Regions from separate parts of the Mus musculus genome. Here regions 2, 3 and 4 are each linked to region 1. The links are chromatin contacts, called in public HiChIP or PLAC-seq maps. All regions are on one chromosome and are shown on one strand. The core of a region is the stretch at or near the end of the contact, and the rest is flanking DNA. Distances in the headings are between cores, read along the strand shown.

Region 1 (7,962 bases), core at 3,787-6,286:
ACGAGAGAGTTCTTTTCCTTCTCATGTCCTCAATTTGTCCTGTCTCGGGCTCACAGCAGAGCCCTGGGTTCCCAGGGGTGTGGGCCTTTGTTTCTACTCTAAAACCCAATAGCGAGATTGCTGGGAACTCCAGCGATCACTCTAGTCTCAAACAAAAGCAAAGCAATTCTTCACTAGAAGGTTGCCTGAGAGTCTCCACAGCTGTGATACCCTGGGTTTAGATTAGAAATTAGATTATAAACCGCCTCTGGGCAGGTGGAAGCAGCTGAATCAGTCAGGCCAGATGCTCCCATCCCGGAGGAAGAACTGCTGAGCGAGTGAGAAAAGGAAGCTCATTTCCCCGGGCTGGCCTCTTTGTCATCTCAACTTCAATATATATATTTTCATTAGCTAGTTGTCTAGGGAACAAGAGCCCAACCAAGAGAATTTGCCAAAGTGAAGCCCAAGAACAAAGGCTTATTTCACACGCTTAGGCTATCCTGCACAGAAACTCTTTAGGGATTTACTTTTTCTGATGAGAAATTTATATTTTTAAGTTTTAATGATGCCATAAAGAAAGCTTTTAGAGTGGTTAAAAAAAAAGCCCCTTGAAATATTGTCATATGTTATGTATTTCCAGTAGACAGTTTATGAGTTTTCAGTCTTTTTCATGAACATCATTAAAACACTAATAAAAACACAAGCTCTCCAGATGTACAGTTATTTGCTTAATTTTTTTCCATTGGGGAAAATGATTATAATAAAGAAAAGAGCAATAATGAAATTAGTATTTGTATAATATATTGGTTTCATCTGCCAATGGCTTCAAAAGAGTTCAAAGCCCACTGAACATGTATGTATGTGACCCTTTTAAAAATCAAATTAAAACAAACAAACAAAAAGCCTTAAGTGAATTAAGTAGAAATAACGATCAAGTCTCCTTTTGGATGTCCCATTCTTATTTGCTGTGATGAAAATTAGTGTGCATATGTATTTGAAAGTCACAAATAAAACATAAGTATAGGATTTCCTGTGTTCTTGACCTTCATACATGTGGTAATATGTTTTGTGTGAAATTTTTATCGTTTTCTAAGGCAAGGATAGTCTCTACAGACCCTCCTACTTAAGGCAGAAGGAGATACAAACCGGGTAATCATGTGAGTCTTTTTTTCTTTTCTTCCTAATATTTTTCCTCAGAACATGTATTTGGAGATAAATTTGCTGACTCATTTTGTTAATCAGTTTCAGTGAAACGGTTATGAAGTACGTCGAAACAAATGTTAAAATTTTGCAAAAAGAAAAGTCTTCCACATGATCTCTCTCAATAGTTATACTCACAAACATGCAGAAACCTTTCTAGAAGTTTTAGTCTCAGGATGTTCTCAGAGGATGAGGATAAGTGCTGGGAAGAACGAGCAGCTTGTGAATGTGGTTAACCAACTCATGGACCTGGGCAAAACAGAGATGCCAATTTTCATCTAATGCTTATATTCTATTTATTTGAAAGTCACAAATAAAACAAATTGTACTATCGTAATGTATCTACATCCTCTGGGTTCAGTGTTCTTATCTGCGAGTAGATGGACAATATTCCTTGTTGAAACTTTGATGGTTTGAAGTGAGGAAGCGTGGTGTTTAGTTGTTTATCCTGTTACTATGATAAAATAGCCTGGGAAAGGCAACCCAAGAGTGAAAGGTTCCCTTTTGTCTCACAGTTTGAGGATGTCATCTATCATAGAGGAAGTCACAACAGCAGGGGCCTGAGTAGCTAGTGAGTCACATTGCCTTCATAGTCGTGAAGAGGAAACTGATGCACACAGTTCAAGAGCCTAGACAAGGGAATAGTAGATCCCATGCTTAATGTGAGTCTTCCTGCTTCAATCAACTGACTCTAGATGATCCATCAGAGGTACCTTAAGCTCCTCAGCCTTGCTAATGAGGGCCATCATGAAATCCCTATCCATGATGGAGTTTTGTCCAGTTTTGTACAGGTATTGTGTAGGTAACCATCCCTGCTTATGTTTTATAGATGTAGCAACCATATCAGAAAAGAATAGAGCAGTTTCCACACATATGTAACAGACTTTTACATTATTTTCCCCCTTTATCTGTACCATTCTCTGAGCAGTAGAAGGTGTGACCCAAATGTCCCATCTAGGGATCAGCACCTAACAAGCCCTTAATCTCATCACCTTTCCACCTCATAAAACTCTATATTCATCACAACCTATTATAAAGAGACATGCCTCTGATCAAGTATAAAAAGTCACACTCATCTATAGATACTAACATAAATATTTATAGGAAAGTCCATTTAGGGAAAAGAAATCATCACTAGCATGTTCCCCTCTAGAGACCATGAACTTCCCAGGCACAAGATTTTGACCAGGTTTCAAACACAGGGCGTGGCTCCTTTTTGGTGGAGCAGACTTCAAATGGAGTCAGAGTGTGATTAGTTATCATCATAAAAATCATGGCATAGATTCGCTAGTTGTCACATTTTGCCTGAAAGATCAGTATTACTGCACATCAAGTCCATTGCTGAGTAAGATCATGAATGATTTTTTTCCTCCAGCAGCCTCCATAAAACCTTGAAGACTACCAAGACTAGCCAGCAGGAAGGTGGCTTCCAGTTCACTGCTAGCTTTGTGCCCCAATCAAAGTGTGTAATGTCCTCAGCAATAGGGCCTTTCAGGCAAGCAAGAGAAATGCTAACAGACTGTATTTAGGGAAGCCACTGTGGGTTTCAGGGAAGGAGTATCCCAGATCTGGTATTCAGATTAGTGATTAACATTCTATAGCTTCTGGAAACAGTGTTGTCCATGGATACAGGTTGCATCTGTTCCAACTCTTGACTTCTCTTACATTTTAAAAACTAGCTGGAAAAGCAGTAGGTTTCTCAGGAATTTATCACTCATATGTAATTGTCATAAAACTTTTCCCACATTTCCTCTCTCCTTCTTCCATTCTGATCCTTGTAGACACGTTTCCATTCCCAATAGCCCCTTCCTCTACTTTCAGAATGCATATTTTTATGTCATGTTTTACACCTTCTCTTTCCCACCTTTGATGGCACTTTTCTAGGCTACTGGCCTCTGTATACATTCATTCCAAATTAATCATGAAAATCTAAAAATTCAAAGCTATACCTGTGTGTGGAAAAGAACAAATGGTGTTTGCCTTTTTGAGCCTAGGTGACCTCACTCAGTATAGTGCTTTCTGATAAAATTCATAATTATAGTTTTCTTTACAGCTGAGCAAAAGTCCATTGTGACTTATACTACATTTTTTATCCATCCATATTATATTCATCTATTGGTGGATTTCAACTCTGATTCCATTTCCTGAGTATTGTGGATGGATCCACCATGAACATGGAAGCATAATTATCTCTGACCATAGCTACCTAGCATTTTTTTGGTATATGTCCTAGAGTGGTATAGTGGTATAGTAGGATGAAATGAAATCTCAGTGTAGCCTTGCTTTTCCATGATGATTAGGGATATTGAATATTCTTTAACCATTTAAAAATTTTTTGAAACAGAAAACTTTTTTTTTAAATTAGGTATTTTCTTCATTTACATTTCCAATGCTTTCCCAAAAGTCCCCTATATCTCCCCCCCCTCTACCCACCCACTCCCATTTCTTGGCCCTGGCGTTCCCCTGTACTAAGGTATATAAAGTTTGCAAGACCAATGGGCCTCTCTTTCCAATGATGGACGACTAGGCCATCTTCTGATACATATGCAGCTAGAGACACGAGCTCTGGAGGGGGGGGGGCTACTGATTAGTTCATATTATTGTTCTACCTATAATGGTAAGAAGCAGTTGTGAGAATTACTACTAGGAAGTATCAATGTGAAAAGGCAAAAAGCAATAACCCTGGTGAGTTTCTCTAGAACTGTGTCAATGCTTGAAATAGTTCAACAAACTATAGAACACTTCTAACTATGTTTGTGTGAGATCTTTCTCATATGCAAGGTGTCAAAGTGGAAATTAAAACAAACAAACAAAACCATTAGAAATTCCATCCTGCTTACTGTGTAAGTACATTCTGTGACCTTGAGAGATCAAGATCACATGGTATGTATTCACAGTATAACATCAGCAGCTGGGGGAGCAGAAGACATTGTTATATCCTCATGCTACCTGTAAACTTCATTTTAGAGACTTCTACTCAGGGGGAGTGAGATTCTTGACTGAGGTTAAAAAAAAAAGAATTTCAGGATAAGTCAATAGGAAGCAGAGTTGAAATTTATTAGGAAGAAAGTTTAATATAGATTTAAGCATATGGATTAATACATACTTAAGAAAATACACACCTAAGAGTCATACATAAATGTTTTAAGAGCCATATACATAATGTTGGTGTTTTGGGTGGCTTCTGAAGTCACATTGTTTAAAGGATTTCTGAAAGAACTAATTTTTGTTGCTGTTCTTTGTTTTGTAAATAAGTTATTGGGTGATTTCTGGGGAGCATTTGTTAAAGGAGGGTTCACAAACATGGAGGGGGGGCTAACACATGCCTTCTAATGTAAATGGAGTTTATGTTGCTTGTGAGGTTGTAACAAAATTGTAGGCTTATGGTTTGTGAAAGAGGAAAGTCTATACTTGATAATATACTCTCTGGCCAAAAGCATGGTTAATTAATATTTTAATATTCCCACTAGAACTATCTTTCTATAAATGAGATACTATATTTCCCATAGACAAAATCACAGCAGTGTTTGTTAATTGTGCTGGAAGTTTTATTCCTAGCTTGTGACAGACTTCAACCAGACTCCTGGGCAGGAATCTCCTTTTTCTTCTGTATTCTCTTCTATTTTTTTTTCATCTTCCTATTCTGAGTCTGTCATCATAAGTCTGTTTATTCATCACTTATTCATGGTTTCCTCCACAATTTTGGTTTTCTGAGGTCAACCATGGTTTAAAAGTGATAAATGTCAAGTTCTAGATATATTTTGTGAGTTTTGAATTCTGTGTGGTTCTAACTAGCATGATGAAATCTTATACCATTTTGCTCCACTAGCCAAGGGCCTGCACCAGGTCTTTGTTCAAATTCACACTTTACAAACATCTTCCCTGTTAGTCACTAAGTAGCTGTCTTGGGTGGCAGGTTGACCACTGTGGTTTCACAAGGCTCAGGTTCAAATGACTATGATGTACTTGGTATAGCCCACCTGTATGTTGTAGCACTACTGAAGAGAGAGAGAAAGAGAGAGAGAGAGAGAGAGAGAGAGAGAGAGAGAGAGAGAGAGAGAGAATATCACATATCTGTTAACAGAGATTACTGTTGTAACTATTCAATGTCACTTTTATTAATTACTATTACTCACTTACTACATCTAAATACTAATCCTTATTATAGATATTAGGTTACAGAAAAAGACATTATGAGTAGTAGTATCTGGTAATATTTACAGTTTTGGATAATACTGGAATCTTGCAACATATTGCCCGTAGATAAGGAGTATACAGTACATCAATTCCATGTACTAAAATTCTGCTTGATAGTTTTGGAGTAATCTAGAAAATATGAAACTACACATTTTGAAGATCTTTGAATGACACCACCCAAAGGAATATTGCTTTGGAGAAATCATATGTGCAGAGTGTCTCATAATTACTGGCAAGACGTGGTGAGTATCTTCTGCCAGTAAGATGGTTCTATTTTGGAGGCTATCAGATGTAACAACAAATTTGGAACAGAATAGACACAGTGGAGAAATTGCATCTTGAACAATCCTCTTGGGACCACTAATGATAAGCAAATATTATTTTACTGGAGACCAACTAAAAGCTTCAAGATAAATTTATCACATTTATGGGAGATCATCACCAATTTATAGTATTGTAAAATGCTAGGATCACTTTTTGATGTGATGACTGCTTTACTAAAGAACAAATATTTTGTCATGTGCAAAAAACCAAAGGGCTTCATTATAACTGGATTTTGACTAGCACTTAGTAGGTCCTTCATAAGTGCTAATTTATTTAAGTATTTTTCCCGTTGTTCAATTAATAATGAAGATGTAGTTGAGGGTAGAGCAGAGGCACTTGATGTTAGAATTGCATAGGTATAGATTGTGGGCCATTAATCTTGGTTGATTATTGATGCATCTAGTTATTATTTAGAAAAGGAAAAAAGCATAGGACATATTAGACCTAAGTGCTATTTTCTTAAACTGAGTATTTATAAATAATAATTCATAAACATCATAGACTTACTAATTTATAGATAAACATGAAAATATTCAATCTTGAATTTCTATTTTATATGTATATTCAAATGCACACATGTATACACATATATTTATGGTTATATCATTCTATCTATCTATCTATCTATCTATCTATCTATCTATCTATAATTTACCTTACAAGATCATAAGAATAATTTATAGTTACAGTCATAAAAGTCAAATGACATCATTTGGATACAAATCATAAATGAAATCAGAGAATTAAACTATGTTTTAAAAGGCTGCCCTGGGTATGCTGTACTTTTTTTTTTTGGCTAATATCCACTTATTAGTGAGTACATATAATACATGTCCTTTTGGGTCTCAGTTACCTCACTCAGGATGATATTTTCTAGTTCCATCCATTTGCCTGCAAAATTCAGGATGCCCTCATTCTTAATAGCTGAGTAGTATTCCCATTGTGTAAATGAACCAAATTTTCTGTATCCATTCTTCTGTCATGGGACATCTAGGTTGTTTCCAGCTTCTGCCTATCACAAACAAGACCACTGTGAACATAGTGGACTATGTGTCCCTGTGGCATGGTGGGACATCTTTTGGGTGTATTTCCAAGAGTGGTATTTCTGGGTCTACAAGTAGATCTATTTCCAATTTTCTGAAAGAACTGTAGAGGTGGAAAAGGAGAGGAGCCTGAGGAAAAGAATGTCCAGTGACAGGCCCAAAGTGGGATCCAGCTCAAGGGGAAGTCCCAAGGTCTGACACTATTACTGAGACTGTGGAACTCTCACAAAAAGGGACCTATCATGACTGCCCTCCAAAAGACTCAACAAGCTTCTGAAAGAGTCAGGTGCAGGTATTTGTACCCAACCAATGATCAGAATCAGCTGACCCATGTTGTCAAATTAAGGAAGGGTGAAAGAATCTCAGGAGGAGGGTGACCCTCTAGGAAGACCAGCAGTCTCAATTAACCTGGACCCCTGAGATCTCTCAAACACTGGACTACCAATCAGGCAGCATACACCAGCTGATATGAGGCTCCCTACAAACACACATCAGAGAATTGCAGGGTCTAGGTTCAGTCAGAGAAGATGCACCTAACCCTCAAGAGATTGAAGGCCCCAGGGAGTTTAGAAGTTTAGTAGGGTAGGGGGCAGAGGGATAGGAATATCCTTGTGGAGACATGGGAGTGAAGAGGAGGTATGGGGAAAAAATCTGGAATGTAAAAAATAAAAAAAATTAAATATATATATATATATATATATATATATATATATATATATATTTAATTTTTTTATATATATATATGGCTGTTCTTTGACTATAATGCTTGTTAATCTAATTTGATCCTCACAGGAAACCCATGGCAAATTTTCAGGGGATGAAATAGGTTCAGTAAACTTGAGAATGCCAACATGCTACTACACAGACTCAGATCTGTTCTTATTGTAATTATAACCATTTCTTGCTGACTTCTTCCAAGTTAGGCGATATGTAATACATGGTCACATGAAAACTATTACAAAGTATATGATATTTTCAGGCTTCTGTACCAGTAAAGGAGCATGCATATGAACTCTATGATGTGAGACTACTACAGAATGATAACTGCAGGATCAGACAAGCAACCAAGTAACTGAACAAGGCAAGGTGTATGTGCCTGGCTTCCTAGAGTGCCATGGCTGTATAACTCAGCTCCCGTTGAACATTTACTAATACCATAATGAATATGGAGTTATGACTGAGATCTTATTTGAATTATGAAACACTCAAATTTTAAGTC
Region 2 (7,962 bases), core at 2,774-5,273, 430 kb after region 1:
GATCATGATGGATGAATGCTTTGGTGTGTTCTTGGATTCAGTTTGGGAGAATGTTATTGCATATTTTTGCATCTATATTCATAAGGGAAATTGATCTGATGTTCTCTTTCTTTGTTGGGTCTTTGTGTGGTTTAAGTATCAGAGTAATTGTGACTTCACAGAATGAACTCAGTAGTGTTACTTCTGTATCTAGTTTGTGGAATAGTTTGAAGAGAATTGGTATTAGGCCTTCTTTGAAGGTCTGATAGAACTCTGGTTCTGGGCTTTTTTGGGTTGGGAAACTATTAATGACTGCTTCTATTTCTTTTGGTTTTTCTGACACTGACTTAACTTTGATACCTGGTCTCTGTCTAGAAAATTGTCCATTTCATCCTTTTTGTTGAGTATAGGCTTTTGTAGTAGGATCTGATGATTTTTTTTTTTTTTTTAGATTTTCTCAGTTTCTGTTGTTATGTCTCCCTTTTCATTTCTGATTTTGTTAATTTGGATTATTTTTTCTGTGCTCTCTGGTTAGTCTGGGTAAGGATTTATCTGTCTTGTTGATTTTCTCAAAGAACCAACTCCTGGTTTGGTTGATTCTTTGTATAGTTCTACTGTTTCTACTTGATTGATTTCAGCCCTGAGTTTGGTTATTTCTTGACATCTACTCCTCCTGGGTGAATTTGCTTCTTTTAGTTCTAGAGCTTTTAGATGTGCTGTCAAGTGGCTCATGTATGCTCTCTCCAGTTTCCTTTTGGATACACTCAGAGCTAAGATTTTTCCTCTTAGGCACTGCTTTCATTATGTCCCACAAGTTTGGGTGTGTTGTGTCTTCATTTTAATTAAACTCTAGAAAATCTTTAATTTCTTCCTTTATTTCTTCTTTGACCAAGTTATTATTGAGTAGAGTGTTGTTCAGCTTCCACATGTATGTGTGCTTTCTATTGTTTTTTTTTTTTTTTTTTGTTGTTGTTGTTGTTATTGAAGACCAGCCTCAGTATAGTAGTCTGGGCTGGCATTTGTGTTCTTTTAGGGTCTTTATGACATTTTTCCAGGATCTTCTGGCTTTCATAGTCTCTGGGGAGAAGTCAGGTGTAATTCTGATAGATCTGCTTTTATATGTTACTTGACCATTTTCCCTTACTGCTTTTAAAATTCTTTCTTTGTTTTGTTCATTTGGTGTCTTAATTATCACGTGACAGTAGGAATTTCTTTTCTGGTCCAGTTTATTTGGAGTTCTTTAGGCTTCTTATATGATTATGGGCATCTCTTACTTTAGGTTAAGAAAGTTTTCTTCTATAATTTTGTTGAAGATATTTACTGGCTCTTTAAATTGGGAATCTTTCCTTTCTTCTATACCTATATGGTTTGGTCTTCCTATTCTATTATATCCTGGATTTCCTGGATGTTTTGGGTTAGAACCTTTTTGCATTTTTGCATTTTATTTGACGGTTGTGTCAATGTTTTCTATGGTATCGTCTGCATAAGATTCTCTCTTTGATCTCTTGTATTCTGTTGGTGATGCTTACATCTATGACTCCTGGTCTCTTTCCTAGGTTTTCTATCTCCAGGATTGTCTCCCTTTGTGATTTCTTTATTTTTTTTTCTATTTCCATTTTTAGATCCTAGATTGTTTTGTTTAGTTTCTTCACCTGTTTGGTTGTGTTTTCCTGTAATTCCTTCGAGGGATTTTTGTGCTTCCTCTTTAAGGGCATCTACGTGTTTACCTGCGTTCTCCTGCATTTCTTTAAGGAAGTTATTTATGTACTTCCCAAAGTCTTCTATTAGCATTATGATATGTGATTTTTTAATTAAAATCTTGCTTTTCCAGTGTGTTGTGTTATCCAGGACTGGCTGTGGTGGGAGAACTGGTTCTGATGATGCCAAGTAGCCTTGTTTTCTGTTGGTAAGGTTCTTGCTCTTGCCTTTCACCATTTGGTTATCTCTGGTGTTAGTTGGTCTTGCTGTCTCTGACTGTAGCTTGTCCTTCCTGTGGGCCTTTAAGCCTGTGTCAGCACTCCTGGCAAGACCAACTCTCTCCTGGACAGTGTTTGGGTATCGAGGGCTGTGGAATAACCTTAGCTCCTGCGTGCAGATGGAGTATGGAAGGATCGTGTCTCAGCTGTTCCACTGTTCCTGTGCCCTGTGCACTGCTGGCTCATCCCACTTTGGACAATTATTGGAGAGAAAGCAGAGATCTCACGTCTGATCACAGGAGTGCTCTCACTCCTGGGAGACCAGCTCTCTCCTGGAGGGCCTGTGTACAGAGGGTTGTGGAATTGCCTTAGCTCCCAGGTGCAGATGGAGACAGGAAAGCAGTAAATACTTAATAACTCAAAATTTTAATACTATTTGATTCTATCAAGCCATTCTTCAGTTATTAATTTGTTTGCAAGTAGATATAGGTACAGTTACAGATATAGATAGATATAGATAACCAGCTTTATTATATATACATATGTATAGCTTTAACATATAAATCTTTATATGTGTGTGTGTGTGTGTGTATATATATATATATATATATATATATATATATATATATACATACATTTCTAAATTTCTATTATGTAAGCTGCTACATCCTTCTTTCCAGGTTAGGAGATGTGTACAAACAGTTATAAACATTCCTGTCATTGAACAGCCACTATCTCCTGAAGCTGACAGGAAAAGGCCTGAAGTCAGCAAGTAATCTAGTCATCTGGGTAGGAGTAGAAACCAGATAGCAAAAGGAATGACTTCAGGTCAAAGGAGGCTTATTGGGCTTAGGAGAAACTAATTTAGAAGAGAGCAAGAAGGTGGCATGGGATTCAGGAGGAGACAAACCTGGAGGCAGCGCTGCCGTGAGTAGTTATTATCTCCCACAAGCACTCAGCCTAGCACGGCTGTGTGTCTGCTAAATATGGCTGTGTGTCTGTCTAATCTGCAGCTCGCCTTTGCTTTACTAGTGACAGCTGAGAGCATGTGGTACAGATCAGGCAGGTTTGCAAGGCTACTGTGACTCATTTTCTTTAAGGGGTCACAAAAGCAAAAAGTACAACTGACCTTGTCCACTATTAGGCAGTGTTCCCTGAAGTACAGGAGACAGTCATCACTCTTGGCTCCATGAAGATAGAATCAACAGCTTCATTTGGGTGGCAGGAAAACCTGATTGAAGATTAAATGAGTAAAAGAAAAAAATTTTAAGTAGTCTTCCTTCCTTTAAACTAATGCTAAGCTTTAGGGAAGTGTGAAACACATTTTTAAAAACAACCGATGATGAAAAAAACATACACGCAAAGTAGATTGTACTATGACCTCTGGTTAGTGTTGCTTCAGCTATCTTAGTCACACCTCATGGAATTACTGTCAGTGCTTTTAATTGGTAGCTTCTTTGGTTTCAAGCCTTCACAGCAAACATTGGAGCTTCTTTCCATTTCCTTCTGTGGGTTCTGCCTTTGCTGTTAATTTCGCCCTCCTCTGTCAAAGCTTCAGAGCACACATTATACACATAATTAGGGCTTCTTCTCTAATATTTTGAACTTTGCTGATGAAGGTCTTGGGTATTTGTTCTGCCCTTGTGTTATAACTTCTTTTTATCCCACCTCGTTAAATCTAAATGAATAGAGCCCGATTAGTTTCTTCTAGTAGCCTACATACACGTGTTTTTGATCATTAAAAACCCTGTCCTTCTACAGAAGCTCCCGCCCCCCCCCCAAAAAAAAGAAAGAAAGAAAGAAAGAAAAATAAAATAAGAGTCAACAGGAAAAACTGTACATACAAATGTGGTGTTTAATCACCTATCTCTTCTTTAACAAATTTCAGCCCGAATCTGCTGTAACACAGTAATAACTTTGAACTCAGTACAACTTCAGGATGGGAATAGTATTAACCTAAAAAGGTAGACAATAGACACTTCTCTCCTTCTGGGTGCTACAGAGACTATATTTTAACCATTCTCTGCTTAAACGCAATCTTTTGAACATTTGGTTGTTACTCCATCCTGCCCATTCAAAGGTAAAAAGTTGCTGGCAACACTGAATTTTTAATAAAAGTCTAAGAGTAGCGTTGAATAAATCACGAGTGCCCCCTAGTGTATGGAAAAAGCAACATCTAAGTACCGTTGGAGTTTGCTGATTCTGTTGCTAGAATCATTTGTTATAAAGAAATGTGATTTTCTCCAATATATCTGGGGAACCAGAGAGCTTCTGGTTTCCTCGTCAGTTTGGAGGAAAACAAAATACTACATCTTTCAAGTGATATTTTAGGCATGCTATAGTTGTAAATAGTACAATTTAATGAAACTATCGAGGGACATGAGAATAAGAAGTATGATTTTTTAAAACCTCCTCCTCCTTCTCTTCTTCCTCCTCCTCTTTCTCCTCCCTATATATAAGCAAGTGTAATATAGATGCAAGTGCATTCTCTGTATCTGGGCCTGTGTGTGTGTGTGTGTGTGTGTGTGTGTGTGTGTGTGTGTGTGTAATTGTCTTGAAATAAACGTGAATGTGAACTGTTTTCATTAATGGAATGATTAATTCAATCGCTAAACATCTATGGATCTATTCTTTTTGTCCGGAAGCATAAATAAATAGGCAAAACCATCAGCTTGAGAACACTCTGACAGTGGAAGCTGGTCCTGTCCAAGCTGAATGGAGGCTGTTAACAGTACATCTTTAAAGGTAAAACATCTTTCCTGATGTCCCAGAGACCTAAGGGAAGGGTATTTCTACTCTGCACGAGCATCCTCAGCATTTACCTTTGTACTCAGGTCTGCCATCAGGGATCGTACAGATTCCCTGAGAGTCATCACCACTTGGATCAGCAATGGCAAATAGACCTCAGAGTGTAAGTTACAAGGACCACAGTGACATGAATCAAATGTCATAGTGAAGGATTGTTAAACTCATGAGAAAACAGGAAAATCTGGTTTTTGTTTTGTTTTGTTTTTTTGACAAACAATGATAACAGTCAGCGATGATATGATATGAAACAGGAAGTTGTTTATAGAGGGCAGGTGACAAAGAGGGAGACTGAATTGATGTACAGAGTGATTTTCTGGAACTCTCTCCCAAACTAAAATAGAGGTGTTTAGGGAAGTGTTTCCCAAGGAATGGAAAATATCAACTCCAGGTGACCTAAAAGCAGAGGTCACCATACTCATAGGCAATTTATAGCTAGAGGTGGCAGTGGAAGTATCTAGTATGTTTTGACTTCTAGCTACCTTTGGTAAGTGAGCCCTTTATGCACTTTCACATAACATATTATAACCATGTCACCAGCTGTTTCTGTTTCAGAAAACTTGAATATTCTTTCCCAAATGTTTCACTCTTCATCATCACAATTTTCCTTAGAGTGTTTTTTTCTTTCTTGGGCCACTGTTTCCTAGGCTGGTACTGTAGTTCATCTGTGAGAATTATGAATCGATCATAGCATAGCCCATAGAGGAAAGCCGCTTCAACTTCAGTAGATCTGGACAGACGAATCAGTCAATCTCCCTGAATCTCGTGTGTTAACGGGGAAAACTGAATGTATTGCACACATTTATGAAACCATTCAAGAGGAAAATCAATAAAAGTTGTCCAATTATTATGATATACAATGAATTCTGTAGTATTCTTTTATATTTCCATAACAAATTTTGGTGAGGACCTATCTAAAACATTTTGTCTCGTTAATCTTTTCTGGCTAATGATTTGAAAAGCAGACCTTAAGGTATGACATAGACTATAGAGATTTAGGGGATATAAGGCAATCGGAGTACCTAAGCATACTTGGCATTTCTGACAAGCTATTGGCTCTAGCGTTTGATTAGTCTAAATTCAGTCTAAGAACAGCCTCATCCCCAGGGGTAGAAGATGCTTTCCCATTCTTCAGATTAGCATCCTCAACAATTAAAAGATACAACAAAACAACACAGAACAAATACAACCTTGTTACCTTGTTAGTACCCATTTTCTAAAGAACCAAGTGCTGGAAGTTTCTAGTACTTTATAGGAGGTTATTATGGAAGGAAAAATTAGCGTGTGGCTCCAATATTTCAGCAGTAACAAAAATGTTTAGAGAACAAATATGCTTCATATTTTTTTTGTGAACATAGTATTAGGCTATCCCCCCTCTTCCCTCCACAGTATCATGGTGACCAACTGCACAGAAATTTTTGTTTGAGAATGTTTTTGTTTGAGAATGGTGTGCACGCAATGTTGAAAGAGAGGGTATCACAATTCACAAACAATGCTGAATAAAGTCCTTTTCTCCAAAGTACAAATTTATTTGTGTATGTGGTGGAAGCTTATACGTTTTAAAAGTGGTTCTCAAGAAGGCCAAGTAGACACTAACCTCACCTAGTGGCTAAACCGCTTTCTTTTCCATTGATTTCTCTTGTAATTTCTAAATTCATAAAAAAGTAAAGATTAAGCAATAACATTCAAAAACACTGGAGGCGTAACTGCAGCTAACTGAGGAAGAAACATTGTAACAGCAATAATAATAGATGAAAATTGGTCCTCGTGATAATGACCAGTGAGTGCCCATGCAGACGTTTGCCAGCCAGATACTGGGTTTCCTATAGTTCAGGGCAGAAACACACAGCCTGTAACCCTTGATGACAATAATACTTCCTGCTATGTCGCACATTCAGCTTCAGATCTGCATAGCTCTGAGTAAGAAAGAAACAAGAGGGACAGTATGGGTTACAGTTAACTACAAACCTCGGGAGCAGTTTTTGCATTGTCACCCACCCAGCACCCACAAATTGGTTTAATTCCATACACACCACTCTCAGGCTGAATAGTCCACCATATCTCTCATTTTCCAGTCCCAGTGGAGTGTTTTTCTGCCCTTTCCTAGAAAGTGTTAGCTCTTCTGTCTACCTAGTATTTCAGATTCCAATAAGATAAGTGCTATTTAAGAGTGACTGCAGTGGCTCTTAAAGATATGTCTAATACTAATTACTGACATGGGCTTCAAATCTCCTGAGGGACAGCTACTGCTCTATTCTGCTTTGTAATTGCAAAGAATGCCTTCATGTTCTAATAAGTATCCAAAGAGTTTTTCTGGATGAAGCCAATCTCCAATGCCTGAAAATGCAGCACTTCTTAAGATTCTGAATCTAGCCATGAAATAAGGTCTCAGTAATAAGTGAATGAATTCACCCAAGCTAAATGGGCCCGGTGTGGTCATTGTGTAACCAGGAACATCAGGCAACATGTATAGCTTAGGATGTTTTAGGTCAATGCAAGTTAAGAATTGCCAGCTCACCCTAGCTTAACATGGGGCATGTTTACTTGGCAAATGCTCAATATGAGTTTTCTGCATTTCATTTCAGCATGATGACTTCATAGCTCGATTCTAAACACCACACATGTGAAAAAAGCACACAGCACTTGTGTTCATGACCACTGGCTAAAGAAAACCATGATGCCATATCTCAGTGTAGGGGAATGTGACAGTAGGAAACCTATCTGTACCTAGAACAAGAGTAGGAAATACTCAGTAAATAGTAACCTTAATGATTATTTTAACATCAATTCATTTGGTGACTAAGACCTGATTACTGACATCTTATTTCAGTTTCTGTATTTCCCCAACTTTTACTTACTTTATAATATCATCATTCAGTAGGGTCATAAATGGGACTTTTATCTTTGGTCAACAACCCCTACCCTACAAACCCTACCACATAACTGATTACTTCATTTCATACTTAAAAGATTCTTCTCAAATGTTTTTTTTCTGTTATTATCTCTACCTTAATTTCTACTCTTCCATAGCCACCCTAAATTTCTTTTTTTTAAAATAGGTTCTCAGCCTACATACTTTCTAACCCATGCTAGTAAAAATACTGCAGCCTATATTTTATCTCTCTATATATTTTATTCTCTTTTATGGCAGTTATTAATATGAAATGTCATTTTTTTAAATAAGGTAACATCTCTAAAAGTAAAATGTAATTGTGGTAGAAACAGTAATACAGCATTTAATATTTCTGTCTTCATATGTCCT
Region 3 (7,962 bases), core at 1,686-4,185, 350 kb before region 1:
AGGGCTTAACAGATTTAACAGAGCACTAGTTAATAGTTTCATATCCCAGCTCCCTCCCTTTGAGCCTTGAGAGTCTCTCACCTCCCAGGTCTCTGGTACATTCTAGAGGGTCTCCCCACCTCCCACCTCCCCAACAATGGGAAGAGGGAACTTGTGAGGTTCACCTCCAGTAAAAAGAACAGGGCATCAATTGGAGGGATGGGGTTGCCATCCCAAAGTCAGGAACTCTGACCTAGGGTTGTCCCTGTCTTGGAGAACTACAGGGACAAAAATGGAGAGGAGACTGGAGAGAAGGAAGTCCAGTGACGGGTCCAAGTATGGACCTATCCCAGGGGTCAGCTCCGGGGCCTGACACTATTACTGATGCTGTGGTGTGATTACAGATGGAAGCTAAGCATGGCAGCCCTTTGAGAGGCCCAACAAGTAGCTGACTTGAGCGAGAGGAAAATACTTGCACCCAATCGATGGTCTGAAGACTGGGACCCCTGTGGTTGAATTAGAGAAAGGCTGGAAGACTCCGAGGAGGAAGTTTACCCCATAGGAAGACCAGCAGTCTCAACTAATCAGTATCTCTCAGATACTGAGCCACCAACCAGGCAGCATACACTAGCTGGCCCAATGCCCCTGACACATATACAGCGGAGAACTGCCTGGTCTGGCCTCAGTAAGGGAAGACATGCCTAGCCCTTGAGAGATTTGGGGACCCAGGAAATGAGGAGACCTGGTGGGGTGTGGGGGAATGTGGGGGTGTGGGGACATCGTCTTGGAGATGGGCGAGGAGGAATGAGATGAGGAACTGTTGGAGGGTGGCAGAACGGGAGAGGAACAGAGACTAGACTATGAGGAAATATTAAATGTAATAGTAATAATAAATAATAAATATTCTCCCCACCTCAACACAGGCTTATGCTTCCTTGTCTAAAATCTTACCTTAGAAAAATGTCAGTTCTCTGTACATTCAGACTGGTGAACCATGCTTAGAAATTGTGATCTATGAACATGGAAGGCCACTCACCCTGGATCCCTTTATTCATTCAATAGATATTCGTTGAGAACTTGCTGGAGCCTGTTTCTACTCTACACCACTGCCACAGAGGGTGAAAGCTACCAGTCTCCCTGCTGACTGATCTACAGTCTAATAACTACTGGGAGAGCAAAACATACAACTCCGACTCACTGGGCTGCAGTTAGGGTGCTTCTGGACTACAGGAGGTCAAGGAGAGCCTGCTGCGCCCTGAAGCCTTTCTGACAGGGTTAGGAAGGCAGAAGAGAGGGAGAACATGACACATGAAAGCTGACAGTTCAGCAAAGAGAAAAAGCTTGCAGGAGTAGATGAGGCTGAGGATACAGCAGGTTTTGGAGCAGAAGTGACAGGCATGAAGGGACAAGGCTGGTAAAGCAGGAAGACCACACAACAGAAATAAAGTCATCTCTCCACCCAGGCCTGTCCATCTTCTCACCCAACAGTAGCTTGGAGCATCATCTGCAAATGTCACTGGGATTCCAGCAGTGAGGCGTGCATGGTCAGGGGCTAAGAAGGGACTTGCAGAAATTACTTCCATCCATTGTTTCACAACTAAGACCTTAATGACAAGGAACCCTTGGATCTTTATGCACACCTACCAACTTTGTTGAAGAAGCTTTCTAAAGTTTTAGATTGTAGATGGATTTTGAGGGGGAACACAAAGCAAACCTCCGTGTCTCTGCTAGAACTCATTCTACAGTTAACAGACCAAGAAAGCAAGCAGATGAAAACAGTAACACACAGAGAGAGGCACACAGAGCAGGTGTTCTGCCTTGAAGACGTTCAGCCCAAGGTGTTATCACCATCTTAAAGAGCCTGAGATAACACCACCACCACCCCATTCCCAATATACTTCTGAAAAGATGTGTCTTCATTTCAGATACCACAGTAATTCTCTCAGTTCCAGTTATGAGTCAACAGACAAACATCTAGTGTGGTGAAGAAATCCTTTTCTTCATGACTGAAAATAGAATACTCGGCTGAACACAATCAAGTGCAAACACACAAGAGCAGCCTATCACGTACCCTTGGAGAGGCTCCAGGCAGGGAATGTCTTCTAAGCTCTCAAGTACACACCCAGCCTAACTCTCTAAGTTATGGTCTAGATTGTTCTTTAAAAAACAGAATGTAGCTGAGTATTGTAGTGTTTCACTAAGAGTTTTGTGTCTCCTATATACAGTTCTTGTGTCACTCTATAGCACAAAACTCCAATTTCTAGACGGCTGTTGATTGTCTTGTATGGAAGTGTAGTGCTGGCATGCGCCTGCACTAGTGTGCAACCAGAAAGGACAGGAAGTGTGCTTGTTGCATCTAAATTTTCCTCACCAAGGTCGAGCTTCATCAGTGTTCTTCCAATAAGACAACTAATGCTTACCACAGAGAATGACATATGTCATCATTTAGAAACCATTGTACACCAAGGGAGAAAGAAGGGACGCTAAACACTGCAGTGTGGATATTGCTTCAATAAATGTCTGACAATACTGCTCAACACTGGGTGCCCAGGCCAGCAATATCCCCAGCAGTTCAGAGCTACAGACATGCAGAGTCTGAGGCCCCACCTCAAAGCTACTAAGTCAGGGCGCGGATTTAATACGATAAGTCTGACATCGGAAAAATCACTGGTTAGACAGGAAGTCAAAAGAATTTACAATTTTCACTTAAATCTTTCATTTTCTATCATTCTTCTTGTAAGACTGCATATAAAGTAGCCTCAGGTCTAAGACCCTGAAGATATGTGAGAGGTTTCATTTGGCCCTCCTTCACTCCACAGCTATCAGCCCCTTGGTGACACGGCCAGCAGGCTAGAAGCCCAATCACATCACCCGTGGGCGGTAACACGGTTGTTCTACAGTGTGTTAGTTTCAACTTGGGACTTCAAGGGCAAGGCTTACAGAACTTTCATTTGTCACCCCTCTTGCTCAATCGCCAGAGAGACTCACCACAGGACTTGAAGGCCTTGTCCTGGGACAGTCTGTACTTTTTACTTTTGTAAATACCAGCATCAGATGGCTGATCCCCAAATCACCACACCCCAGTTTAATCCTGTAAGTCTCTGCTGGGTGATACTTCAGAACCTTCTGATAAAATACCATTGTGGGATGTCAGAGAAAGGACTGGGAAATGTCTAGCTTCTCTCCGACTGGCAGAGGGCATGCATTCCTGCTCTGGGGTTCCTGTGGCTCACCTACAGCTTTCTGAGGAAGGAGCAAATTCTCAATCAGCTCCATCACTTTCCATTACCATTTCAGATGCCTAAGTGCAAGGGATCCACCCAGTATGGCTGTTCCTAACCTTAGCCTTGCCAAAGAAGGAAAACAAGTGACATGTGGCAATGATACATGAAAACTGTCACCTGTAAATGCACACCTACTTTCTTTCCTAGACTTGACTGTTCCCACTATTATATTCCTTCTAGCTTAGTAATAAAGGGAACTTGGCAAGTTCCCCTGTCCCTGCTTACCCCTTCCAACAAATGTCCTGGGAAAATGTCAATCAAGCTCTGCTACCGTACTTTGTCCGGAGGACAATAATCAAGAGAAAGACGTTAGTGTAGCCTATGGTGGAGTGGGGGACACACAAGAGTCAAAAGAGACAAGAGAGTAGCAGAATTTGAAATCAGCTGCTAAGAAATCCTAAGGGAGGTGCCAGTCCATTTTACAGCTAAAAGAGAGAATGTGAAAGGCAGGAAGACATTCTTGGTAGAGCTAGCTTAGAGCAATAAATCAAGGGTAAAACTAACTAAGCCTCCGCCAGTCAGCCGTGCAGGAAGCACAGCTAGGAATATAAAGCAACTGGTGAAGTCTTCTATAAACCACTGGGTCCAGATGCTTTTATTTACAGGACTCTCAAATGCTCAACAATGGAAATAAGGGAAAGTGACACAGGAGTCCTGTTTATTTCTCCATCAAACACGTGAGCATGGGACCTATAATCTCTTTGTCACTACAGAATGCTTTCATGCTGCAAGAACAAGGCTAGAGGCTGCAGGGGAAGAATGTGTGCCTTAACTGAGGAGAGATTCAGCCTCACAGAAGACTCTCCGATGCCCGTTCTATCCACCAGTGCCAGTCCTGGGCACAGGCAAGCCCTGGGTGGGTTCCCAAGTGTCCAGCAGAGCTCTGGTGTACTTCCACAGTCGTGGAATCCAGTTAGGTACAAACACAAGTTCAGAGAAAGAGCTGAAAGAAAAATGTCAAAGTCAGCTCCACCACACCCAAATTAAGTATGCCCTGCTAGCAACTGGTTGCTATTTCCCTATGAAACAGCAGCTCATGACTTTTCAACTTGGCAACCGACCTGTTAGATGTCAGAAAAGGTCACAATGGGGTACACGTGCAGAACTGAAGAGTGAGACTTGTAAGAAAGCACACATCTAACTCATTAGGCATTTAACACAAAACACACACTTGTGGGGAGATTAAATTGTAAGTTGCCAAAGTATTTGAATTTACTGTGGGTTTTGTTTTTGATCAATTTTGAATATGATGTAAAACTTCTAGCAATGTTAGTAGAACAATCATTATTTTAACAGAGTGCCACATTAATTAACTTCTTACCAGAAGTCAGACTTGCTAACTGAATACCTCAAATATCCAAAAATCCTTGCTGGGAAGTTATATTCCTTCAGAGATTGCAGATATTTACAAATTCTTTTGCAATCTTCTGTCAGGACACTTTTAGTTTCAAAGCTGTAGACAGAAGTAACCTCAGAAGTAATTTGCTTCTATTTTCATAGTATAGACGTACAGCTGTAAACTCAGAAATTCTGTGACTGGTCAACACAATGTCCCTAAACAGCTGAAGACTAGCACGGACTGGATGAGCCTCCAGGTGCACTGAGGTCACACTTACTCTGCTATTGTTTCCTGGCAAAAGGAAAATGCTTTCTTGTGAGCTAGCCTATTAAAAAGACACAACTCATTTTTTAAGTGCTCAAATTGTTAGAAGCAGGCATCATGTACACATATGACGATGTATTTAAAATATGTGTATATTCTATTGAACAAGAATGCATACATGTGCATCCATGTTCCACAGCCCAGCAATCTTACTCAGAGATAGATAGATAGATAGATAGATAGATAGATAGATAGATAGATAGATAGATAGATAGAAAGAAAGAAAGAAAGAAAGATAGATAGATAGATAGATAGATAGATAGATAGATAGATAGATAGACAGACAGACGGATATCCATCATAAATATGTGTGCGTTCATCAAAAAAAATAAAACCAACAAAAAACAAACAAACAAAAACCACACAAGCACATTGATAACACTACCCAAGACCAATGTCTATCAACAGCACAGAGAAACCGAATGTGGCAGAATTCTGCATAGTATCAAAGGTGAGCCAACTGCAACCAATGACATGCTGCAGCAAAGAAAGCATCTCATAAACAATGCTCAGCAAGGTCTCAGAGAGGGGAGACAGACGGATCCATTTTTCTCTTTCATTGTGTAAGGAAGCGGAGACATTATGTGCCTTCATGAACTCTCAGGAACATACCCTGGGACCCAAGGTCCCTACCAGCCACTTTCCCAGCAGTCTTGCCACCTAGAGCTGAAAAGAGAGCTGGCTTGTTGTGTTGTTTTTCTTCCAGTTTTGTGGTGACTAGCTGAATACTATAGGATATTTTCTTAATTCATCGTCTTCCCTTTGACAAGTTCAATTAGCTAATTTATAAAGTCCAATTCAATAAAAATTCAGTAACCCATGAAAATGCTGACAAATGGGTGATATGCATATGTAAAACATATAGGCATAAGTACACCTGATTTGACCTTGTAATGTATGTCAATTTTTAATGTGATTCAGACATGGGCAACAGCTGATTTTATCAGTACACATTTCTCTTGCATAGACATCCCTAATTGACGCTCATGTATGCATGAAGCTGATGCGAAGGGCGTTTTCCTTGAACATATGTATCAGGATGAGAGCAGCTGCCATTAATCCCTGAGCTCCCTTCCAGTGCCACAAACACAGCTAGCCCATGCCAACTACTGCTTATTCTAATTTTCAGGTAGGCTTTTATCTTTCAGAGAGGCCAGCTAGATTAGCACCATCTCCTCAAATTACAAAGCACCTGCTTTTCAAAAAAAAACAAAAACAAAAACAAACAAACAAAAAAAAACACTATTTCACGTTTAGTTATACTGAATAAAGAAATAAGGTCCTATTTAATGTTTTCCTAAACTTGCAGTTTTTAAAAATCACATGGATACCACATCAATCTGGATTCTGCCCTTATGCATTTATTACTTAAACAGAGATAAGTAGGCTGCAATTTTAAAACAAAATAAAATATGCACTAGGTAAATGAATGAACCATTTCACAGGGTTCTTGTTTTGATTTATCTCTGAAACAACACAAAAGCACACTGGATTTAATAATCATTTATTGCCTTTGGGGTTCATAAAGGAATGACTAAATCCTACCCTATCCACAGATTTAAAACGTTGGTATGTGGCATTGTAACTTCTCAGAAAGCCATAAAGAATTACTACAACTTTCTCCTCTCCAGCTACCCAAGTATTAACAAGAACATCTGACCCCCGAACCGCAATAAAAACAGATCAAACTGTTTGGGACAAGAGCTGAGTAAAGGGAGAGTTAACTCTGTCTGTCCTCCCCCCCTGTCTGTAGTCAGAAGCAGATGTTGAAGACTGAGGTTAGGTGTGGGGGAACGACTTCCTCTTTCAACACTGAGAACTGACCCTTTCTCCGCTTTAGTGCTCCTTTTCAGTGACAAGAGTTTATGCAAACTTCTGATCCCCAGTGCAGAGCAGTAGCTAGATGTTACAGCCCCTAGACACTTGCCAGTGTTTATGTGTGGGGTGGGTGGGTGGACGGTGGGGTGGGTGGGTGGACGGTGGGGTAAGTCAGACTTCTTCCCACAGAGGCCTCCATGCCCTTCCTATGATTCTCAAAGGCTACCCACCTTGCCTTAAAGCCATTTCTGTTCATTAAAGGATCCCAAGTTGTAATCCATCAGCAAATATATATTGAATAAATCACAAAGTAGTAACAAGCTCCTCTCTTGCCTATATGAATTAATTATAATTTTACTTTTGCTTCTTTTATATAGAGATAAAGACCACTGCTCCACCTTTAAATCAAGGCACCTTTAAACAGCCCAAGTAACAATTACGAGAGAGAAACAGAGATCGTGAAAGTCCCTGTGTTGATGAGTCTCCTTCTCTGCTGTGACAAAGTCCATTGCAACCATGTGAATGTCCTAAACCAAACTTACTGAGGGAACAGACAGGTGGAGGGAAGCTCCAGACATCCTTCTGAGGCTGTGAATATGGAGTGAAGCCACTCAATGCCATCCACCCATAGCTGGGCATCACAGACCACAGAATCCCCGTAGTCAAGCCAGTCAGGACAACAAAAGTGCTCTTTGAAGCAATTAGACCCAGCGCACAACGATAACAAACTAGCCTCAGAGAAGAGATTGGCTGTAGATGCTCCTGGGGCATATATGAGTATGTTCTTTTTACCATCTTGTTCTTTATTTTAGGCTTTCATGGGGGAAAAAAAATGTGATGATCCTCTCATGCAAATGAGCATCAGAAATCATGGCGGTCTTCAGAATACCGCCTTAGTACAGGTGTGTCTGAACTTTTGGGTGGGACTGAGAATATCTTCATCCAGCAAGCTCCCCAGAGCTGTCTTCATCTCTGATAATTCTGCTGGTCTATACTTCACACTCTGCAAACCACTGCCCTAGGTCCAAGGTATAGTAACTGCATTCAGCAAATAATTGTTCATCGTAGCCTGTGTCCATGGGATGGTAAATTGGAGTCTGGGAAAGACAACAACTCTGATTAAACATGATAGATAGATAGATAGGTAGACAGACAGACAGACAAATAGAGATAGACAGGCAGATACACAGGCAGTCTGAGAGGTACCTGGCAAAACTG
Region 4 (7,962 bases), core at 1,594-4,093, 310 kb before region 1:
TAGAACTGTGTGACTTCAAAGACAATGTCCATGACTTTCCAAAACCAAGAGCTAAATCAACCTTTTCTTTTTTTTTTAATTAGGTATTTTCTTCATTTATATTTCAAATGCCATCCCAAAAGTCCCCCATGCCCTCCCACCCACTCCCCTACCCACCCACTCCCACCTCTTGGCCCTGGCATTCCCCTGTACTGAGAGGCATATAAAGTTTGCAAGACCAAGGGGCCTCTCTTCCCAATGATGGCCGACTAGACCATCTTCTGATACATATGCAGCTAGAGTCAAGAGCTCCGGGGTACTAGTTAGTTCATATTGTTGTTCCACCTATAGGGTTGCAGACCCCTTTTGCTCCTTGGGTACTTTCTCTAGCTCCTCCATTGGGGGCCCTGTGTTCCATCCAATAGCTGACTGTGAGCATCCACTTCTGTGTTTGCCAGGCCCCAGCATAGCCTCACAAGAGACAGCCATATCTGGGTCCTTTCAGCAAAATCTTGCTGGCGTATGCAATGGTGTCTGTGTTTGGAGGCTGATTATGGGATGGACCCCTGGGTATGGCAGTCTCTAGATGGTCCATCCTTTTGTCTCAGCTCCAAACTTTGTCTCTGTAAGGCCATGGGTGTTTTGTTCCCAATTCTAACAGCTTCTGGGACAGGCAGAAGCAACCTTTTCTCTTATTAAAGTATTTTTTTTCCCAAAGATATTCTCCATGCTGTAATAAAAAGTTAATTCATGGCACGATAAAGTACCTTCACAAGATTTGCCAGTCAAACTTTATCCAAAGTTGATTCACACGAGTGCATCAAATAAGGTGAAACATGTGAAATACAAACATGCAAGCCAGTATCACCCAACCTCATGCTAACTAGAACAGATAAAGGGCAGCTCAAGGTACAGGCAGGCGGGAGGCAAACGTCTGCCACTTACAAGACCATGATCAAGGCTGGAGGAAGGGACAAGGAAAGCCTGATCCAAAGCCCCGGTCTCCCATTCCCTACAGTGCACCCAGTCTCCCATTCCCTACAGTGCACCCAGTCTCCCATTCCCTACAGTGCACCCAGTCTACCATTCCCTACAGTGCACCCAGTCTCCCATTCCCTACAGTGCACCCAGTCTACCATTCCCTACAGTGCACCCAGTCTCCCATTCCCTACAGTGCACCCAGTCTACCATTCCCTACAGTGCACCCAGTCTCCCATTCCCTACAGTGCACCCAGTCTCCCATTCCCTACAGTGCACCCAGTCTCCCATTCCCTACAGTGCACCCAGTCTACCATTCCCTACAGTGCACCTGGTCTCCCATTCCCTACAGTGCACCCGGTCTCCCATTCCCTACAGTGCACCCGGTCTCCCATTCCCTACAGTGCACCCGGTCTCCCATTCCCTACAGTGCACCCAGTCTCCCATTCCCTACAGTGCACCCAGTCTCCCATTCCCTACAGTGCACCCAGTCTCCCATTCCCTACAGTGCACCCAGTCTCCCATTCCCTACAGTACACCCAGTCTCCCATTCCCTACAGTGCTTAGCCATCGAACACTCAGAACCCAACAAAACATGTTCTCACGTGACTCCAACTTAGGAGTGCTTCTCTACGTCCTTAAATGTCTCCTGTGGTACACTTCTCTACCTGAGTCCAATCCATGCCCCGACAGGAGTGTTAACATTAGATCCAAAGTATTTCCTCACAAGCAGTCTTTCCTGACCCCCAGCTGGGTTCCAAGATCTTATCTGTGAAACCTTCTGACTTGAACACCCCTCAACAAAGTAGGACATCAAAGGTGTAAGACGGAGTTCAACGTCTAAACTATCAGCTAGGATGCTCCCACAAACACAAAATAAAGCTTAAATCCTAGGCACTGACTATTCAGAAGAGGCCTCACAGTTAGCTGTCAGGACTGGAGCAGCGAGCGTGAACTGGATCCACACCACACTAAGGAATGACAAGAGAGGGGTGTGGTGAACACAGCTTAGCCTTTGGCAAATGGATAATACTCGGAGGCACACAGAGACTCAGGGCAAATGCTTGAAATCTTTACAATCCATGAGTTCCAGCTCAGGTAGAGAAGCCGCTGGGTGATCTATGAAAATGCCGTGCATCCCCACTTCTGCCCAAGCTCCAGTGACCCGCAGTGAATTGGGAACTTTCTAAAATAACCCCTCGTTAAAGGTCATGGCTTGAGAGGCGGGACAGCAAACACAGTCTCACCCCTCACCCCATGAACTCGCCATCGCTGAAATACTAGATAAAAATGCTAGGTATTCAGGCCTTCTGGCTATTTTAATCCCCCATAAGAGACAGGCTGCAGTAAACGCGTATGCACTTGCTGTTAGGATGAAGCCATACACACAGCAGAGGTGGCAGCCAGACACTTTACATGGCGGGCAGTCATCGGAGCCAGCAGACATCTGTACTGACTCAAATCCAATGAGAATCTTGGTGGCCTAAGATCAATAGCATTTGCCTTTGTGTTTCACCTCCAAAGCTCCTGCTACTTCCTAAGGTTGGTGGTCTTGGCTGGGAAAGATGACAGTTTGCCTAAAACTGGGGGAGCGTCAGTGTTCTAAGGAAATGGGAAGAATGTTAGGAGAGGCTACCTGGGACACTTTCTCTTGAAGAATGGCGTCCCTGTCAAGCCCAGGGTCCCTGCCTCTGTCAAGTACAACAACCGTTGATGTCCCCATACGAATTAATGTAGGAGAGTCATCTGGGTCTGAAAGTACCGCTTTCAAAATGAAATGTTGATTTGGGAGTGTTTCCAACCTTGTTGGAATACACAAGATCCCCAACTCTAGAAGAGCAACGGGAACTTGAAAAGGGCAGTTCAGGTAGGTTCTCAAACCAGTCTGGGGAAATACCACAAACACGTCACCGAGACAATAATGAAACAAGAGAGCCAGCCTCTGACCTCCAGGGTTACAAGATGAGAAAAACAGTTTGGCATTTATTTTAAGGGCAAGTTTCAAAACCCAACACTGGCCTGAGAAACAGGAACCAATGCTGAGGCTTTCTTTACATAGAGGGACAGCAGCCAAACATAATGGTAACTTTGAGATAACTGACATCCTACACTGCATAACTGACAAAAACACACCAAGCCACCCCCTCCCTGGCATTATGAGTCAAAACAAACTGCTGACAAACGCAGACAGCTATGTGAGGGGGTGCAACAATAACAGAGAACACACAGGCCTCTGTTTGTCTTTCAAGTGTTACAAGTCAGCTTGTGATGGGAGAACACAGCAGCTATTTCTTTAAAAGGCTGTTTACACATTGAAAACGTCTCAGATGTTCCTCAAAGCCACTTTGCTTATACAGAAGAAAAGGAGGGGGTAGGCATAGTTAGCAAGAATGCCAGAGCCAAGCCTCCAAGAATGCCTTTTAAAAGGAATAAAGGGGAAAGAGACACTAAGAAGGTACAAGAGAACTTTCCCGAACATCTAACGGAATTCTCACATCATATCCTACACATCAAGAAATTCTATCAACAGCAATGCAGGATAGTTTCCAGAACACGATGCCTGCTACTCTAAGGGGGATCTGGAGCAGGGAAGACCAACCATGTTCTGTCAAGGCGAACCACGAGTTATGATCAAGGACCTTTGTCAATAATGCAGACCAAACAAAACCACGTTATTCATGTCGAAAGCGCACATTTGGAGGATTCCCCAGTTGTTGTAAGCTGGTATATTTAGGGTCATGAGCGCAGCACAGAACAGAAACAAAAAGTCTTTAAGGAAATGTTAATATAAGAATTTAAAGGAAGTGAAAACAGCTCGCAGGGGTTCAGAGAGCCAGCCACTGAGTGGGAGAGCTGTGAATGCTCACTGCGCATGCGCACGGGGCATGCAGGAGCAGGCAGAGGCGCTGTGTGTAACCACCTCTAACTTTTCCACAAACGTTACTTCACTAAAGATAGACACACAGTTAAGACAGCGCCCTGAATTGTGACTACTCTGCAATAAACAGCAGTGATATTAATCTATTTACCCACGTGCCTTTCTTTTAAAATAACTGGCCCCGGAACTGGCCCCGGCTGCCAAATCTCAGGAAGGTGGCATTGTTTATCCACAAGTTCTAAATGACCGACTTTAGACTTTTTGCTAGTTTCCAATGTGAAATTTTACCTTTTACCTCTTTCCAAGCAATAGAAGCTCTTTATCTAGATTAAATCAAGATTTTCAAATAATAATATGGAAATTGGGAGAAATAGCAACTATTATATGTATCTGCCAAGTCTGAACACTGTTTTGAATACTATGTGGAAATACACAGAAGTGACTTTTGCCTTTAAATTAATTGAAGGCTATTCCTTCCTTGGAACCTTGCTCACTCTCAAGGGCTTTCTCATTTTCCTTTAATCCATCGATGTTCTCTTTGATCGGAAGGGGAGAAAAAAAAACTGAATTAAACTTTTCTCAATATTTGTAATGCCACCACTTATCACCACTTAATATGACAGCAGTAGGTACTTAGCATGACAGCAATATGTGATGACACAGGGCTGACCGTCACATGACAGTCCTTGATAAGGGCTACATGTGTCAAAGGAACACAAGACAGTCTGCTCAGATTGGTCAGAGAACACTGAAGCCCTGGAGGTGAGCATGAGGGAGGGTAGGCGCTTCACCCAGAAGCAGGAAAGAGAAACTTCAGAGGGGAGAAGAAAGAAAGGAAGAGGGAGAATAAAAGAAAGGCATAAGAAGAGAACCATGTGGCTGGTGTGGAGGAGGAGGGGAAGGGGGTCTGAATTCATCTCTGCCAGGGAACATTCTCAGAGGGCTTGCAGGGGAGCAGGCTTCTTGTCAAGTGTTAGTTGACATGACTGGGTGGGACCCCTCTTCCTCTAGTGAGCAGCACAAGGGCACAGTAAACTGCAGAGAGCCCTGAAAGCATTCAGGATTCTATTCAAGTCAATGCTCCCTGGAAGTTTTATGAGGTTGATTTCACTGGCAGGGAGCTCTAAAGTCATGCCAGAGGTCAGAAACAGCACACATTTCTTGTAACTATCTATAGACATTCAGATCTCAGGTGATAAAATTCTGGAAGTTCCACATACCATTTAAATCGTAAGAGGATTAAGGTGACCAAAGGAATGAGGGGCTAAGTTACTCAGGTAAATCTTCTATTTCCTTAAACTAAAATGATACCTTGCTTACAGAGATTAAATAAAAAATGAAAATAAAAAAGTTTAGGTGTCCAGCAACATTCCCCCCAAACTCAGGGGTCTACAAAACAGGTGGGGAAAAATAGTTTTCAAGAAGCCTATTTGGGACTGTGAGAATGGCTAGAGACAGTCTTGGTACACAGAGCACACTGCTCTGAACAGCCAGCTGATGGGCATTATTAACAGTAATTTCATGAAGATGAGAAAAGAGCAATTTTCATGGTCCTTAAGTGAGCACATAGTTCCAATGAGTCCTTCGGTAAGAAAGGCTGGAAAAGGCATGTGACATCAACCTGGCTCATGCCTGCAGTTATAGACTCAGAGAAACCAAGTGCCATCCCATGAGGACGCACATACACACAGCTCCTGTCCTGAGACCTCCAGCCAACACTGACCCTCCAGCGGGAAAAGGGATCTAGGTAGCCTGAAGCAGATCTCTGCTGTACAGGGACTGATAACGAAGATGAGCAATATCACTTCACTTCTAATACACCGAACATTGATCTTCCTTATCCAGCAAGTCAGTTATTTGGGTTGAAACACAGGTTCATATTATATAATGATTAAAAGAATATAAAACTGTAGCACAGGCTGGCCTCGAACTCGTGATCCTCCTGCCTCTGCCTCCTTCAGCAAATCCTACCGGCATGCACCACCACTACCGGCTAGCTGCATATGTATCAAAAGATGGCCTAGTCGGCCAACACTGGAAAGAGAGGCCCATTGGACTTGCAAACTTTAGATGCCCCAGTACAGGGGAACGCCAGGGCCAAAAAGTGGGAGTGGGTGGGTAGGGGAGTGGGGGGGGAGGGTATGGGGAACTTTTGGGATAGCATTGGAAATGTAAATGAGGAAAATACCTAATAAAAATATTTAAAAAAATAAAACTGCTTTCTCTTCTATAAAGACTAGATAACAAAATATGAAATGAACCGATCTTCCTACATTCATTTAATCATTTGTCTGCATTTTCCACCTAGAGAGCCAACAAATGCTGAAAAGGTGCATAATAAAAAGTTGCACCTGACCAAGTGTAGTTCAGTGATGTGCCTGCCTGAGACACACGAGGCCTTAGGATTGATCTTAAATTAACCCCAAATACAAGTTTCCATTGTCCATCTTGATATCACATTATTTGAGAGAGATTTCCAAAGCTCATGTGAGATTTCACCCATACAGAGTTCATTATACGTTATAGTGTCAAAATCCAAAATTTTGATCTTACTAACAACTTCAAATCGTGCCACAATATAAATATTATATTTTATAATAATGCTAGTAAAATGTTTTACGTAGCACTCAGAACCCGAAACTTCACACAGTCATGGTTCCTGAGAAGTCACTGACAACGCATTCTGAGGTTCCCTGAGAATCCTCCAATGGTTGCTTACCGCCTTAAGCAGGAGTCTGTCCTCCCAGGAGCACTTATACAGCAAAAACCCTAAGATGTAACTATGTCTGCCTTGGAGCAGAGGGAGCATTTACTGTCAGCAGAGAGGCTATTTAAAGTCTCCTTTCAGGGCAAAGGTCATCACTATCACAGACTCTGTCCTTGAAGATTAGAGATCCTGCAAGATACACCTTAGGTCCTGCTCTGTCCTGTAGGAACTGGAGCAAAGACTCAGCACAGCTGATAGACTGTGAGTTGAGAAACTAACAGTCAGTCCTATTTTGTGACCAAAGATTCTCTTGCCTTCTGCTTGTACATGAAAATGAAGCGGATGAACATAAAAGTTGGTAGTCCTTGGAGATATATTTTTAAAGAATGAAGCCTTAAGGCTAAACCACGCCAGAAAATAACCTTCTAGCTAGCACATGTACATACCTGCTTATCTGTTGTAACAGACTTTCCCAGCTAACAGCACATTCCCTCAGTCCCTGTGCTCCTCTGTCTTCCTCTACAATGGAGGTTGAAATATACATTTTCAGTAGACCAAAACCTTGAGTGGGAGAAATCTAGGACATGCTTTGGTTTTTTAGACACAAGATTAGAAAAGGAAAAGAAAGGAAAGGAAAGGAAAGGAAAGAAAAGGAAAGGAAAGGAAAGGAAAGGAAAGGAAAGGAAAGGAAAGGAAAGGAAAGGAAAGGAAAGGAAAGGAAAGGAAAGGAAAGATAATTGGACCGCTCCTATGTTGTCCTCTTCCTCCTTCCCCCTCTCTTCTGTAGCCTCAGGGGGAGGGGGAGGGAATGCAGCTAAATCAAAAAATCTCCGCCCAGGAGGGGAACAGAAAGACAAAGCTCAATCTCCAAGGATGGAAATTACAGAGCCAGAAAGCATGGACTTCTAATTACATAGAAAAACTGTCATTAGGGTGTCATTATTCACCACATATTTTCACAACGAGGTGACACATATACTTGTCTCTGTTGACACTTTTAATAGCTTTGTGCTCAGCACCTTGCTCAGTACTCTATACCAGCAGCTGGCCAAGGACAACCCACAGGCAGAACTCAACCCCAGCACAGTTTTTGTAAATAGGATTTCGTGGACCATAGTCCTGCCAATTAATTTACACGTTTCCTTCCTACAGCAAAGGCAAAGCTGACTGTTTCCCAGAAACAAGGTCCAACATAGTTACTACATGGCTCTACAGTCAGGGCAACCTTGACTCAAGCTACTTTTAGAGTCATTTACTCTCATTTGAGGTCTCTCAACCAATTCCCTATAACTAGACTTAAAATTGTACACAGCGCACTGCTTTGAGTTGTAATGTTAAAGGCAGGAAGTGGACCTGTAACTGTCTGCCAGCCACATGACAAACGCTTCCTACTTCGTTTTATCTGCAAAGCAAAGAACTT

What was found. HiChIP or PLAC-seq counts read pairs in DNA pulled down with a chosen protein or histone mark.
Region 2: a CTCF HiChIP or PLAC-seq map of CD8 T cells shows a contact between it and region 1, with 6 read pairs. The contact joins two enhancer-like sites. A contact is called at or near these places in 1 of 15 datasets of contacts at CTCF or cohesin (CD8 T cells) and 1 of 115 datasets of contacts at active chromatin or transcription factors (differentiating embryonic stem cells).
Region 3: a contact with region 1 is called in a BATF HiChIP or PLAC-seq map of CD8 T cells, with 6 read pairs. The contact joins two enhancer-like sites. A contact is called at or near these places in 1 of 39 promoter capture datasets (hippocampal neurons) and 2 of 115 datasets of contacts at active chromatin or transcription factors (CD8 T cells and heart atrium).
Region 4: a BATF HiChIP or PLAC-seq map of CD8 T cells shows a contact between it and region 1, with 6 read pairs. The contact joins two enhancer-like sites. A contact is called at or near these places in 2 of 115 datasets of contacts at active chromatin or transcription factors (CD8 T cells and regulatory T cell precursor).

What each region holds. Positions count from the first base shown.
Region 1 is chr16:51,744,360-51,752,321 of GRCm38.p6, reverse strand. No RefSeq gene overlaps it. Among named protein-coding and RNA genes, the nearest start is that of Gm29686, 240 kb to the left of the region's middle. Within about 2 kb of position 5,036, at least 4 of the 459 cell types and tissues checked have an H3K27ac peak or open chromatin away from gene starts, as enhancers often do. A contact at or near this core is called in CD8 T cells, where this site is marked.
Region 2 is chr16:51,311,827-51,319,788 of GRCm38.p6, reverse strand. No RefSeq gene overlaps it. Among named protein-coding and RNA genes, the nearest start is that of Gm32431, 260 kb to the right of the region's middle. Within about 2 kb of position 4,023, at least 8 of the 459 cell types and tissues checked have an H3K27ac peak or open chromatin away from gene starts, as enhancers often do. A contact at or near this core is called in CD8 T cells, where this site is marked.
Region 3 is chr16:52,089,859-52,097,820 of GRCm38.p6, reverse strand. The region is part of intron 3 of Cblb (Casitas B-lineage lymphoma b); the gene reads right to left. Among named protein-coding and RNA genes, the nearest start is that of Gm23513, 11 kb to the left of the region's middle. Within about 2 kb of position 2,935, at least 113 of the 459 cell types and tissues checked have an H3K27ac peak or open chromatin away from gene starts, as enhancers often do. A contact at or near this core is called in CD8 T cells, where this site is marked.
Region 4 is chr16:52,056,297-52,064,258 of GRCm38.p6, reverse strand. The region is part of intron 3 of Cblb (Casitas B-lineage lymphoma b); the gene reads right to left. Among named protein-coding and RNA genes, the nearest start is that of Cblb, 29 kb to the right of the region's middle. Within about 2 kb of position 2,843, at least 228 of the 459 cell types and tissues checked have an H3K27ac peak or open chromatin away from gene starts, as enhancers often do. A contact at or near this core is called in CD8 T cells, where this site is marked.